Regions from separate parts of the Gossypium hirsutum genome. Here all the other regions are linked to region 4. The links are chromatin contacts, called in public Hi-C maps. All regions are on one chromosome and are shown on one strand. The core of a region is the stretch at or near the end of the contact, and the rest is flanking DNA. Distances in the headings are between cores, read along the strand shown.

Region 1 (2,831 bases), core at 174-2,673, 330 kb before region 4:
TATTTAATATTATTTTGTAACTGAATAATCTGATTCAACCTGTTCAATAAATGAATGAATGATCCAAAGGTCACTGGAATGGTCTCTGTCTGATTTAATATTATTGTTATCATTTTGTTTCATCCGCAGTCATTTGGAGCAGATAGGAAAGAAGTAAGAGCTACACTTCCATAGTTTGAGGCTTCTCTGGAGTGAGTTCACTAATTTTTAATTCGTTGCCCACCAATCAATCTTGCAAGACTGAAAAGAAATAAAGCAGCTAGGGAAGGTGATCTGATTTCCCGGCTATCAATTTGATTTTGCACTTCTATTTGTATTTGTATAGAATACTTTATTTGGTTCCCCTCTATAGATTATGGACGGAGTTGTTATGTGTAATGTTGTGGTTTATCCCACGGTTTTACATTACCTATGATTTGATTAAATAGGTTGCATTTCTGAGAGAAGCAATGCATGAATATTCTTTTCTTCAAATGGAGAAGAGCTTTTATGCTCTCATTTATAGCTCAAAGGTAAGTTTCGTCAGATTCATTCTTTATTAGCTTTACCTGAAATTAATGATCCATGTCGCTACATGAAAATTGAATCAACGAGGAATCTTTTAATATAATGTTTCCCGAATTTACAAGTCTTAACAGTCAGCAAAGATACGAACATTCACTACTATAAGCAGAGGCAGTCCCCGGTTGGCTTGAGTTGCCATATACCTCCGTAGCTTCGTATGTTCCTGTAAGGTGAGTATCAAACCGGTCGTGCTGTTAATCTCATGATTGATAGAGATCTCCAGGGGGTTATTGCTGAAGAAGTCTTTCTCACAAGTGGTCACTAACTCCTCGACTGATTTGAATACAAGCCAGTAGCTAGTAGGAAAATCGTTCTCATGGGATCCAATTTTGGAATATGGAGAAACCATCAATACCAAGTCCTAATTTAGTAGCGAACCAAACAAGCTGGGCAAAGATGCGGTCCGTGAACATGTGAATGCGATCATAGGTCTCACAGCCACGGCACATCCAGTATTAATATATCCTGGTCTTTACTGGGAAGATAGTTTTTCCACAAAGAAAGAGGAAGCTTGCGCGTAGGTGTGTGAGAAATGATTAGTGTGTACTTTGCCTTAACCCCATTCAATAGCTGCCTGCCACTCTAGACCTCTTTATGCAAAGATCGAACGGCTCAGTTTGGGTTTTACTGACAGGGAGTCCTGTTGGCCCCAAGTATCCTTTTTGAACTAAAACGGCTTTAACCCCTACCTCCTTGCTTTTCGGTTGACAGGGGAGGAGGTCCCATTTAGCAAAATGCAGATATATGAACACTTGAAGGATAACAGAATGGAAGAGGGAAAAAAAAGTTTGTTAAAAAATTATCTCATTTTAAAAGGCCATCAACGTCCCAACCAACAGAATCTTGATTAAAAAAAAGAAAGAAAAATATTTGCCCAAATCTACATATTCCGAAACAAAGCATAAAAAAGGATATTTGAAGAAATCTCCGATGGTGCAACATCCCATTCTTTGCTTCCATCACCAGTTTCCTCATTTGTCATTTAAAACACAAAAGACCCAACCCTTATGCAGGAAAAAAATCCAAACACTCCTATTGGGTAATAACAATGATCCTTCAATAAGCTGCGTTTTCGCTTACAATGAAGCCGAAGACCATAATCTTCTTATTTTTCGACTGAAAGTTGAAAAGAAACGGTCTCTCTTTTTCTTGGTTTTTTTCTTTTTTGAAGAATAATGCGTTTTATTTTATATGCGGCCGCCCTTTTACTTCTTCATGTCTTTCTCACGGTATCGTTTTGTCTTGCTATTCGGACCACAGTCGGAGGAGATGGGTTGGGGTTCCGGTTTCCGGAGGCACCGTATTACCGTAACGGAGTGGAGTGTCCGGTTTCCTCCGGCGACCGCAATTTAGTCCAAGTGGCAATGACTTTAGACTTTGAATACTTGCGGGGGTCGATCGCCGCCATCCACTCCGTCGTCCGCCACGCTTCGTGTCCTGAAAACATCTTCTTTCACTTCATTGCCGCCGAGTTCGACCCCGCGAGTCCAAGAGTCTTGAGCAAACTCGTTCGCTCCACATTCCCTTCACTCAACTTCAGAATCTACATCTTCCGCGAAGACACAGTGATCAACTTGATCTCTTCTTCAATCCGGCAAGCCCTCGAGAACCCACTGAACTACGCTCGGAACTACCTCGGGGACATGTTGGATCTCCAAGTAGACCGAGTCATTTATCTCGACTCAGACCTGGTCCTCGTCGATGACATCCTCAAACTCTGGAACACAACGTTGACCAACTCTCGAGTCATCGGCGCACCCGAATACTGCCATGCAAACTTCACCAAGTATTTCACGGCCGGGTTTTGGTCGGACCCGGTAATATCCCGGGTTTTCCGGTCCAGAAAGCCGTGTTATTTCAACACGGGAGTAATGGTAATGGATTTAGTGCGTTGGAGAGAAGGGAATTACAGGAAAAGAATAGAGAATTGGATGGAAATACAAAGGAAAAAAAAGATATACGAGTTGGGCTCATTGCCACCCTATTTGCTGGTATTTGCTGGGAATGTAGAAGGCATTGATCATAGATGGAACCAACATGGGCTTGGAGGGGACAATATACGAGGTTCATGTCGGTCGTTGCATCCGGGTCCGGTCAGCTTGTTGCATTGGAGTGGGAAAGGGAAGCCATGGGTTCGACTGGATGGTGGAAACCCGTGCCCTCTTGATCATATTTGGGAATCCTATGATCTTTACAAAGGGAATTTAATCAAACACCAATCTTTTCCTTCTGCTTTTGCCAATTTCTTTGAATACCCCAGCTATTTG
Region 2 (2,700 bases), core at 157-2,656, 440 kb after region 4:
AATATTCTTTAAATCATTTTAAAAAGTAATGAATTAACTAATGTGATCTCTAAGAAGTTCACATTCGTTCATGCGAAACGTAAATAAACGTTGTTTCAACACTAATTGGTTAGCTAGAGACTTAGTCACATAAAGAGTTTCTAACCTTTTCCACAAGGTGGATGAGGTCTTCTCCACCAATACCTCCTACAATACCGTATTCACAAGGCACAACTAGATTGCAGAAAGGCCTTTTCATCAAGCTCTTCCCATTCAGTTTGATTTAAATTCTCAGGCTTTTTTTTCCAGTAACAACCTTTTTCAAGTCGGTTTGAACTAGAATTGCCATCATCTGAACTTGCCATAAATTGAAATTTGTCTCACCATCAAACTTCTCAATTTCAAACCTTGTTGCTGCCATCTCTGAACAGGCTGATCTATGAAAATTGAACTAGCTCTGATACCACTTGTTAGGATCGACCCGATTAAGCAACAAGTAAAAAAAATAGCTGAATAAATTGATAAATTGAACATACAAATTTAACGTAGAAAAACCCCTCCAAAGAGGATAAAAAACCACGGGCAAAGATAATTTTATTATAATGGCAAAAGAACGAAGAGTATAAAAGATGGAAATAAAAACTAAACCCTGAAAACCTGAAAACAAAGAACCCTCCAAACGTAAGCACAAAATTCTCTAAATGTGTTATGAGTTCTAATATCTAATGGGTGTATTTTCTAATATTGTAAAAGAGCCTATTTATAGGCTAAATTCATAGGTCAAATAATAATAAAATAATCTAAACTAATCAGTGTTTGATTAAAACAAATAAACAAAGTTTAACTAAAAGAATATTTTTCAAATTTGACTGAAATAAGAGTTATACTTAACATTCAATAATTCATTAATAAGGAAGTTTACCTTTAAATTGGGAAGCTATTAATCGTGAATATTTGACGGTCAAATTTTGAAATTAGAATTTGTATTTTGTAACGTGGATTTAGTATTTGTATTTTAATTTGATTTTTTTTTGAATTGGTTAATCTTAGTCTTAACCAAACTATAGCAGTTAAGTTTGTTTAGTTAAATTTTACTATTAGTATTATATTATGCGTAAAGTTATAGATTTAGTTTGTATTCTTTTTAGTTGAATCAATCTTAGTTGATATGTTTTTCGAATTTCAAAATTTCAGTCTTAATACAAATGACAATTATAATTTATTAATTGGTTTTTTCTGAGTAATATGGAAATAGTAAGTTGATATGACATTACACATATGATAATATATTTGAGGCATCAAATTTTGAAAATAGTATAACTTAATGAATTTAATAGTCACCATTTGGTTAAGACTAAAATTTTAAAATTCTAAAAGTAGAGGGATCGAAAATGACTAAATTAAAATATAAAGACTAAATTAAAATATAAGGGCTAAATCCACAACTTATGCATAATACAGATACTAATACTAAAATTTAACCATGAAAAAAACCAATATTGATTTAAAATACATAATATGAAATAATCAAGGACTACACTTGTAATACATCTAGAAAAAGAAAATTGAACTAAGAGGCCCGATACCAACCCTAGCACCCAAATTAACAATCAGTCACAGGCCCAAAAAAATCCAAAATTAAAAGTTCAACTCCATCCATTACAATCTATCACCCGAAAATGGCGTCTTCTTCGTGTTCGTTGGTCTCTATTCCCCCATCCTTAACTCCCGCCAAAATTCCAACCTCCACCATTCTTATCCTGCGAAACGCCGGCCTTATACTAAACCCGCCTTCTCCTCCTCTCTCTTTTCCAACCCTCTCTTCAAAACCCATCTCCGTAAAACCGTTCCTTAGCGTTCTCAGATCCTCGCATTCCCAAAAATACGTTTACCATGACCCTATCCCTAAGTTTGCTGAAGCCGTAAGTTTATACACTTGTATGTTTAGAAAAACGTATTATGGTTTTAAGCTCCAATGATAGATTTTCTTTTGATTATTTTTGTGGGTATTTGGTATAATAGGAGACCCAGAAGTTTAAAGCTGAGCTTTTCAACAAGTTACCCAAAGACAAAGACAAATTTGGTGATGACCTTGATTCTGTCATTGTCGTTTGCGTTGAGGTACTTTCCCTTTTTCTTTTTTCTTTTCTAGCAACGGCTAATTTCGATTAATTGTTAATATATTATGAATGGTTTTTGTTGAATTCAATGAGAGTTAAAGCATCACCTTCCAGCTCTATCCTTTATAAGCCCGACTCTTTTGCGTACACGAAAGCCCTGTAGCCAGCCGTTGCTTCCACCTTCGCTGTTTTTGTTACATGTTGCATATTCTTCACCGAACCTGCCAAAACTTGACATTGATAGTCTCGAACAATTATACTCAACACCACCTGTTCGACTGTTTGTTTGAACGGCTCCATCAAATTTAGTTTTGACTCTTCCCTCACTTGGCGGCTTCCAGCCCATGTTATTGCTATTCTGCTCCCTGATGCATTCTGATTGGTATTATGGTATCCCTCTTTGTATTTTCTGATAAAACTGCTGGTAGTTAGATTGGATTGACGGCCCTCGTGTAGCTTTGCGTTCCTAGTTCCAAAATCGCCCATGCTGTTATCATCCTCCATACTTCGATGACTTACTTGAAAGAATGTACCACTGAACAGAATTTTTTATTTTATTGGAGCCTTGTTTCATTCTCAAGAGTCAATACCCACGATTCAT
Region 3 (2,719 bases), core at 182-2,681, 490 kb after region 4:
TTTAATTTGTTTATTATTATTTTAATTTTGGTTAAAGAGTTTTGGACTATTTGGACGTTTTGGTTGTTTAGGGTTCTTTATTTTCATTTTTCATAAAATACTACTTAAACGTTTTATTGACAAAATTCGTTTTTCCTTCAAAACAATTGATTTCCAGGAAATAAACTCGGTTTTCTTATACATATTGATCTAAGAATTTTTGACGCAAAGTATACGATCTAGAAAATGTAAGCAAACGTTGTTTTCAACTAAAAAGTAAAGTTAGATATGTTTTTCTTTTAAATCGAGGTTTTTAAATGATAAAACTTTACGACTCTTTTTGAAATTTACAAGAACTAGATTTTCGGCTGTTATACTAACCTTTCCAGATTTGGCCATAACTTCTAGACCGGATTTGGGGTGTTACATTTAGAATTAATGCCAAAATGCCAAAATATATAAACATTGAAAGATAAATTTATTATTATACCAATACCAATTAAAATTATATACAATTGATAGAAGACATTAACAATGTAATTAGTTATCCTAAATTGTTCACTTCTGAAATTAAATTAATCTAAATTTCTTTTTAAAAAATTAATTAAATTGGAGAAACCAACTTCCCATCCATCTATCGATAAATAAAAGTGAGATTTGTTATAACATGAAATTATCTTGTCGTGAAAAGTTTGTATTTTGTTAATACAAAAGTTTTAAGTCTAAATTTAGGTCTTTTAAAGTTGGTACAACAAGTTCTAAAGAGTGTTGGAGCAAGTTTAATGCTTTAACAGAACAAAATTACAAATAATTTAGAAAATGGTTTGTCGGAAAATCTAGAAAAGTCTAGCCCTAATAATTAGCAAAACATTTAAAATTTTTTTGTATCTTTAATAAGTTGGATTTTACCAACATTTTGATATAACACTATTAATTTGTCAAATTGAAGTTATGTCATCATAGGAGACAAATTGATAATTTGACCAAATGAATGGAAAGTTTTTGAAATTATTACAAATTGATTTCAACAAAAAGTCCAAACATTTTATGTAGAAAAGGAATTATTTTATTTTATTTTTGATTATTTTTAATATCTATTTCTTTTGACTTTCAAAATTTTAGTTCAGTATTAATTGAATCTATTAACTAAAAAAATGAGTAATTTTTTAGTATTATATAAATAAAATCATAATAGTATAAGATAACACATGTAATAATATAAGATTTGAAAATAATAGAATTTTAATTTCAAAATTAAATTTAAAACTTACGAATAATATAATATTAATAGTAGAAAGTGACCCGAAAAATATGAATATTCTTATTAATTATTACAAATAGTAGCATGGAATTTAGACATGGAAAGCTGAGCAGGTAGGGGCATGGGCAGTTCCGGGAATTGTGGGGGCACCAATGGTCCTCTCGCCCACTTGTATGATTAAGTAACATATTAATCCATCCTGTTCAAATTGCCTGTCCGATAAAGACTGCTCGTTCGTGATGGCCTAATCCTCCGCGGGACCACATTCTCCTCTCCCTCTTACAATTTCATCTCTTTTTCAAGTTTTGATTGCAATTGCTATGTTTTGGGAAATTTGATGTTTAATATGTTTTGGATAAAAACTATTAAATTAAAAGAATTGAGATTGAGCGCAAATATATATAGTTGACTTCAAATATGAGATACTCTCTTATCTCCATATGTTTTTAATTTTATAATATATTTTTTTAATATTATGTATTTCTTTATTTAAGTGAGCAAGCGTTACAATCCAGTAAAATGAAGTATTATGAAAAGCAAGATCGAAACATATCATGGAAAACAAGTGTGATGGCAAGTGGTGGTTATGGAATGATGAGACCTATAGTTGTTGTGATCTTTGAATGAAATTTCAAAGTAAATTTTAAGTATTTAGATTTACTAAAAGATAAAAAAAATCCCTAAATGAAACATTAGATTCATCATTTAATTTTTTAAAATAGTTATCAACAAAACAAGTTGCATATTTTATAGATATGAAAAAGATGCAGTTAACTCACAAGAGTATGCTATGAATGATGGGTAATCAAGGTGAAGAAAATCATGTTCATGTTACTAATAGTGAGTACTGAGAGAACAATTACGAAGATAGTGGATATAATAATCGTTTCGTGAAAGTTACACTTTTATAATTCATTTTGATAAAGGGAGTGCTACTTGCAAACTTAAGTACAAGTGCTTTAACAATTTACTCAATGTGGAGGGAAAAAAGTAGTTATATACCCGAGAAAAGTTAAGAAGTAAACTTCTTGATAGTCTCTGTGTTTGAGCTTCCAAGTCATGCTTTTCAAGGCATCCCAATAGTGGAGCAAATCGTACAATCTTACCAAAGAGTGATTTTGTAGGGAACAATATTTTCTGACACTACTATTAACAGAAGTGTTAATAACAAAAAAAAATGATATCTATTGTGTAACTAGTATGACATTAATATTAGATATTAAATATTTATAATCTAAATATTAAAAATATGTTACTAAACATTAAATAATAAATATTTTTTAAAATAGAAAAAATAAAGTACTTATAGACATAAATGAGCTACTTATAGATCTAAATGAGCTCCACTTCATTTATAATTTCAAAGTTTATTTAAAATATAAGTGGAGCTTTTAGTTATTTTTCAAATTGATAATGTATTATGTAATTAATATCACATTAAAGTTTAACATGAAACATTATAATCTAATCATTAAAAAA
Region 4 (2,700 bases), core at 139-2,638:
GCTAAACTAGTCAATAAAAATTCGACACATACAATTTTTTTCCAAACAATCAAGTCCACATGGATAATATAATTATGTGAAAACCTAAATAAAACAAAAAAAATTAATTTAAAAAGCAAATAACTAAACATATAGTTAATAAAAAAGAAATAAATACTAAACTTACGAAAACAACAAGATCATCATTTTCATTTAAATAAATGACCATCTTCATCAAAGAGTTTTCAATTTAAAATAATTATTTTGTAATCTCCATGTGATGGCCTGATGGTCAAGAGTGTTTATCGTCCTAGGTGTGGCCTCGGTTTGAGTCGTGCTAGTCGCATTTGTTTTTCGGGTTTTACTCTGTTATTGTAATTCACCAAAAAAAATATTTTTATTTAATTTTTAAATAATTTTTTAATTATCCATGAAAATGAACTTTCATGTAAGTTTAATATTTAATTTTTATTAACCATACATTTAGTTATTTTTAATTTAATTTAATTTTTTGTTTTTATACAATTTTTTGGGTTTTATTTAGCTTTTCACATGATTTTATATTATTCATGTCGACTTAATAATTTTGAAAAGAAAATGTACGTATTTAAATTTCATTGGTTGATTTAGCAATTTACTAATAGTGTTAACACCAAGACTATAATAAAACATATATTAATAAATCAAATAGCATTGGACATTTTCAAAGTACAAATATCACGTTCAACATTTTATCAAAGTACAAGCATCGACATTAACCCAAAATTTTTTATAATAAATTTAATTAAATAATATAATTTCTTTTATTTTTTTATACAATGCTTAAAATTAGGCATAGTTTATCTCTAACCCATACTAATTGAGCTAAAATTCAATTGGCATAATTTCATTTATTCTCAAACAATATAGTTTAACATTCAAAATTTTAAAATATAATATAATATAAAAATTATCATAAAAATAAATAATCTTAATATTTGCATTATTTAATTAAAATTAAAATTAAAATTAAAATTAATCTTAAATATAAATAAAATTAATTAAAATATCTTCATATTTAAATAGTATTTATCTTAATATTAAATTTAAATTTAAAATTCATCGTAAATATAAATAATATTATCTTACTATTTGAATTTCTTATCATTAGATTTAAAAAAAAAGAATTGTGATTATGATTATAAATTAAATTAAATTAAATTAAAATTTATTTTTAATTATTCGATCAAATTTAAAAATGATCATAAAATATGTATGATTTTATTATAAAATTTTAAAAAATAGATATATAATTTTATCAATTTTTAGAAAATCTAAATAAATATATATAAATGACATCCAATTATTATATAAAATAAAAAAAATTATTGAGAGAATTATTAAATAGGTTAAGCCGGCCTGACCCGGACAGAAAATCATCAAATTCTTTTAGGGATCAAGATAAACCCAACCCGAAAAGTCTTGTTTGTTTAATGCAAACTTTGCAAAGTCCATATGCTTTTATTTTTAGTTTTTTGGTTTTATAATTAGACAACATTCTGGAGATACTGTCGCTCTGTTCGCCGCTCCTATCCCTTCTTCTTCTTCTTCTCTGTAAACTGTAAAGTCCAATCGGTAGGTGCAAGATAGCAGCCTCTCTACCCTTATGCGCATTTAACCTCCACTTCCATGGCCCTCACTTCCACTCTCCCTCTATACTCTCATCCCAAGGTAATTACACGCGCTCACTCTTTTTCTTAATCTCTTCGGTCTCTCGAAAGGTGAAGCTTACTCTATTTGTTTATATGTTTCGTTATTCTCAGGTTCTTCCGAAGAAGCAGATGCTTGGCCTTCAAGCGTTGGCTTCGGACTACGGCCGCTGTCTTGGTCATGATTCTGCTTGGTTTATTACTAGGAGACGTTACTCCAGGTCCAAGAGATTGGTGGTAACGGCAGCGTACGGTGCGGAGGGAGGCGCGAGGCGGCGTGTTTACGGAGAGTCGCAGGCGCAGCAGCCTCTCAGTAGTGCTCCGGTGAAGCAGATTGCAACATTTCTGGCGCCCGCTGGCGTTTTTATCGCCGCTACTTTTGGTATGGATTTCCGTTTCTCTTCTTTTCTAGTGGATGGTGAATTTGGAAGAATCTAACTGATTGCATTCTTATGTATAAATTCATGAGTTTCGTCAATAATTTGGATGAGGTTGTTGAAATTCCCCAATTTGGTTGAGCACAATGAAAATTTACCAGCGCTCTGGTTTTTCTTGATTGCTTACTCAGGCCATAGCTATAAGCATTACATTTTTTAATGGCATTTGATTTTTAATCCGACTTTAGCATTTATTTTAGTCTTTAAGCCAACGTGTTGTCAGCTTTTATACCTTACTATTTCTTTCTGTTGCGCTAGGCATATGAATGGCATTTTGGAATCTTTCTTTTCCTTTTATTGGGACTGCGTTAGGCTTTGTACGGAATGTTTACACGAGTGCAGCACATATTCTTTGTTATGTTTATCCTACATGTACCCTAATTGATGTCTTCAGCTGACAGTTTTATGGAAATTGGTGGAGAAACTCCTTATGCCGAAGCCATCTAGGTCTTCATCTGTTGAAAATAAATCTCCTTCACAAGGAGTGAAGTGGTCTTTTGCCGCAGGAACAAATCTATTGTCAAGTGTTACTGCTAAGATTGATAGACAGTCAAAGCTGACACTCAATGAGTTTGCCAAGGAACTTAGGGCATTCA
Region 5 (2,700 bases), core at 1-2,500, 490 kb before region 4:
GACTAAAATCTGAGCATCCTTGTTGACAGCAGAATCTCCTGTGAGAAGGCCCACATTATTATCCCCAAATGTCTCCCTAAAACAACAAAGATCACTATATCAGCTCGAAGGGTTCATATCACCTATAATTATTTGCACTACAATGTAAGCATGACCCAATCCCACTATTTATAGTGGCAGGGCCCCTTGAAAGTTATTTGGAGCCTGGAGGCCATATGAACTCTACAATTATGGTGAGGTTTAAATTTTAAATTTTAATGCATTAATAGCATGTTTCAACCCAAAACCACTTACAAAGTAATGAAACTTAAAATTATTTGAAAAACATAATAAAAAACGAAAACTATAATTCATTATGCATGTTGAGAGGGGAAGAAAATAGCTCTAATTACCTAAACTGTCGAAACTTTTGATTGGATAATGCCTTAAGCGGGGTTGTATAGAATAACCTCCTCCTCCTGGCTACCGTCGCCACGGCAGCAGCTTCCGCAATTAAAGTCTTTCCGCTGCTGGTGGGCGCTGAAACCACCACAGACGAACCCCTTAAAAACGCTTCTATTGCCATTCTCTTCAAAATACAAGGGCAAGATCATTAGAACTTCAAATTCTTCTTCTTCTTTTTTTCTTTAAAGAACATATTAAAAATAAGGAACCTGAAATTTATCAATGCGAAAATCGTAAATATCAGCGAGTGCATCGACGTCAATCATTTCCTCCCCCAATTCCTTAACTAGATTACAAAGCTTTTCAACTCGTTGCCAAGTGGATTCTTTCTGCCAGTTGGATGAATCCACTGAGATTTCTTTTTCGTTTTCGGTATCGTCTTCATCTTCGTCTTCGCTCGGTTGGACATGGTCGGAAACTTCACCGGAAATGTCTTCGTATTCGTCGTATTCATCCGCAGCTTCAAAATCATCGTCGTCTTCGTCATCTTCGAGTTCCTCGTCAAAGAGTTGGGGCTCAGCGGAGAAGGGAGAGCGAGGGGATTTGAAAGAGAGACGAAAAGAAAGCGGAGAGAAGATGGAAGAAGGGCGAGGGAAAGGTAGGGATTGAGAAATGCAGCGGAAGTGAGGGAATTGGGAGTGTTTGGTTTGTCGGAATAGAGAAGGAAGAGTGAGGATTGAGAGAGTGTTCATGGCGGGAGTTGCTTAGCGTTACTGTAGACCGAGTTACTTACACCACTGGACAATCCATTTGGATACCAACCAATACAAAATTGAACCGCCGGCGGTTTGAATATTTATTTTGTTATATATAAATAACAGAATATCTTTGCTTCGTTTTGTTATCTACTTCAGCCAGCGTTACACTAGATTTTTTTTTGGTATCAGGATTTCTTTACTTCACAAAAAAAAATTATATTTTTTATCAAATCATTTCAAAATAAATGAACTACTAAATTACAATGATGAGTAAAGTGTTGTGAAATGCACAAAGTAATACTTAATAAACAAGTGATCATTAATGGCTTTTAAAACAAATAATATTAGAAATGTATATGTAATTATGTGTACATGAGTTATTGTGTGGTAATGGTGTACAATATAGATTTTGAAAATGTGACAAACAACCTTAAAAGTGCAATGTCCTAGTAAACTTAGTGAAATAGTATGGGCACAATTAGCATACTAATAAATATGTACATGCTTTGTTTTGAAGACAGTGTTTAGTGTGAAGACAAATATTCATGCCATATAGCATAACACGCAAGTGTATAGTGAGGACCTTAAGTGATTTGGTGTAAGGTTGGTTACAACTTTAGTACAAATTAGTGTATAGTGTTTGGTTGAAATCCCGAGTATCCAAATGAATTTTGCTAGAGTTTACTAAGGGCTAAGTGTTACAATTATTGATAATTGGAAGTAAAATTTCAATGTGAGCTAAAAAAGATATGAATAGAATGGCATTGATGACAAGTGCAAGTAGTGATAGATTAGAAGAAGATTCAATAAGAGAATATTGATGCCAATAGTAATAAGTGAATTAGTGAAACAATAATTCATTAAAAGGGCTAGGTGAACAGCAAGTGAGTAAATGAATTAATAAAAAAGTAATTGCTGGATCTAGTGCCCTAAATATAATATATTCATTTTGTATACTTGTATTTTTCAAACAAATTGGTTTAATAAAAATATTTATAAATTGCATTAGTACCCTTGTATATTATCATCAATGTTTATTACATGCAAAGCAAAATAAAAGCAAATATTGGCTCACTAGTTATCTATAAAACCCCTCGCCCGACCCGGTCGTCGGGTTTAAGTTACAAGGTGCTACAGTTGTTGTTAGAGCAACTACAGTCAATTTATAAAATATTCATATGCACGTGTAATTAAATGCCAAACATATTCATTTATGGATAAACAGTCTCGGAAACCAATTCAGGACCCAAAACTCGATGTTCGCCCAAATCAGTCCAACACAACGGAGTACGACACTTATGACCATACAAAGCCTTATAAGATGCCATTTAAATAGTAGCTTGGAAACTGTTATTGTGGGCAAACTCAGTTAGCGGCAGATAATCCTCCCAACTATCTTGGAAATCAATCACGCAACTCCAACACATATCCTCCAGTATCTAAATCACCATCTCAGATTGACCATCGGTCTAAAGATGGAACGCAGTATTGAAGTCCAACCTTGAACCCAGAGCCTCATGTAATTTCTTACAGAATTGAGAAGTGAAGCGAGGATCTC

The links. A called contact is a pair of places that touch in the nucleus more often than the background predicts.
Region 1: a Hi-C map of leaf shows a contact between it and region 4, with 2.6 times the contacts expected there. The contact joins the promoter of LOC107886320 here to the promoter of LOC107957314 in region 4. A contact is called at or near these places in 17 of 34 Hi-C or Micro-C datasets (anther, callus, hypocotyl and 3 more).
Region 2: a contact with region 4 is called in a Hi-C map of leaf, with 2.1 times the contacts expected there. The contact joins the promoter of LOC107959973 here to the promoter of LOC107957314 in region 4. A contact is called at or near these places in 8 of 34 Hi-C or Micro-C datasets (anther, leaf and seedling).
Region 3: a contact with region 4 is called in a Hi-C map of leaf, with 3 times the contacts expected there. The contact joins the enhancer-like site here to the promoter of LOC107957314 in region 4. A contact is called at or near these places in 2 of 34 Hi-C or Micro-C datasets (leaf and petal).
Region 5: a contact with region 4 is called in a Hi-C map of leaf, with 3 times the contacts expected there. The contact joins the promoter of LOC107886318 here to the promoter of LOC107957314 in region 4. A contact is called at or near these places in 3 of 34 Hi-C or Micro-C datasets (leaf and petal).

What each region holds. Positions count from the first base shown.
Region 1 is chrA05:74,035,932-74,038,762 of Gossypium_hirsutum_v2.1, forward strand. LOC107886320 (probable galacturonosyltransferase-like 9) reads left to right here and starts at 1,424. Exons shown (of 2, transcript XM_041112648.1): 1 at 1,424-1,700; 2 at 1,825-2,831. The coding sequence starts at 1,929. It overlaps LOC107886319 (pyruvate dehydrogenase E1 component subunit alpha, mitochondrial), which reads left to right. Exons shown (of 8, transcript XM_016810217.2): 8 at 130-474. The coding sequence ends at 174.
Region 2 is chrA05:74,813,835-74,816,534 of Gossypium_hirsutum_v2.1, forward strand. It overlaps LOC107959973 (protein PLASTID REDOX INSENSITIVE 2, chloroplastic), which reads left to right and starts at 1,407. Exons shown (of 4, transcript XM_016896163.2): 1 at 1,407-1,901; 2 at 2,002-2,100. The coding sequence starts at 1,659.
Region 3 is chrA05:74,856,625-74,859,343 of Gossypium_hirsutum_v2.1, forward strand. No RefSeq gene overlaps it. Among protein-coding and RNA genes, the nearest start is that of LOC107959974, 39 kb to the left of the region's middle. Within about 2 kb of position 1,432, at least 3 of the 9 cell types and tissues checked have an H3K27ac peak or open chromatin away from gene starts, as enhancers often do. A contact at or near this core is called in leaf, where this site is marked.
Region 4 is chrA05:74,370,717-74,373,416 of Gossypium_hirsutum_v2.1, forward strand. It overlaps LOC107957314 (NLR family CARD domain-containing protein 3), which reads left to right and starts at 1,389. Exons shown (of 18, transcript XM_016892818.2): 1 at 1,389-1,689; 2 at 1,782-2,049; 3 at 2,506-2,700. The coding sequence starts at 1,648.
Region 5 is chrA05:73,880,764-73,883,463 of Gossypium_hirsutum_v2.1, forward strand. LOC107886318 (DExH-box ATP-dependent RNA helicase DExH15 chloroplastic) reads right to left here and starts at 1,251. Exons shown (of 8, transcript XM_016810216.2): 1 at 654-1,251; 2 at 393-568; 3 at 1-76. The coding sequence starts at 1,136.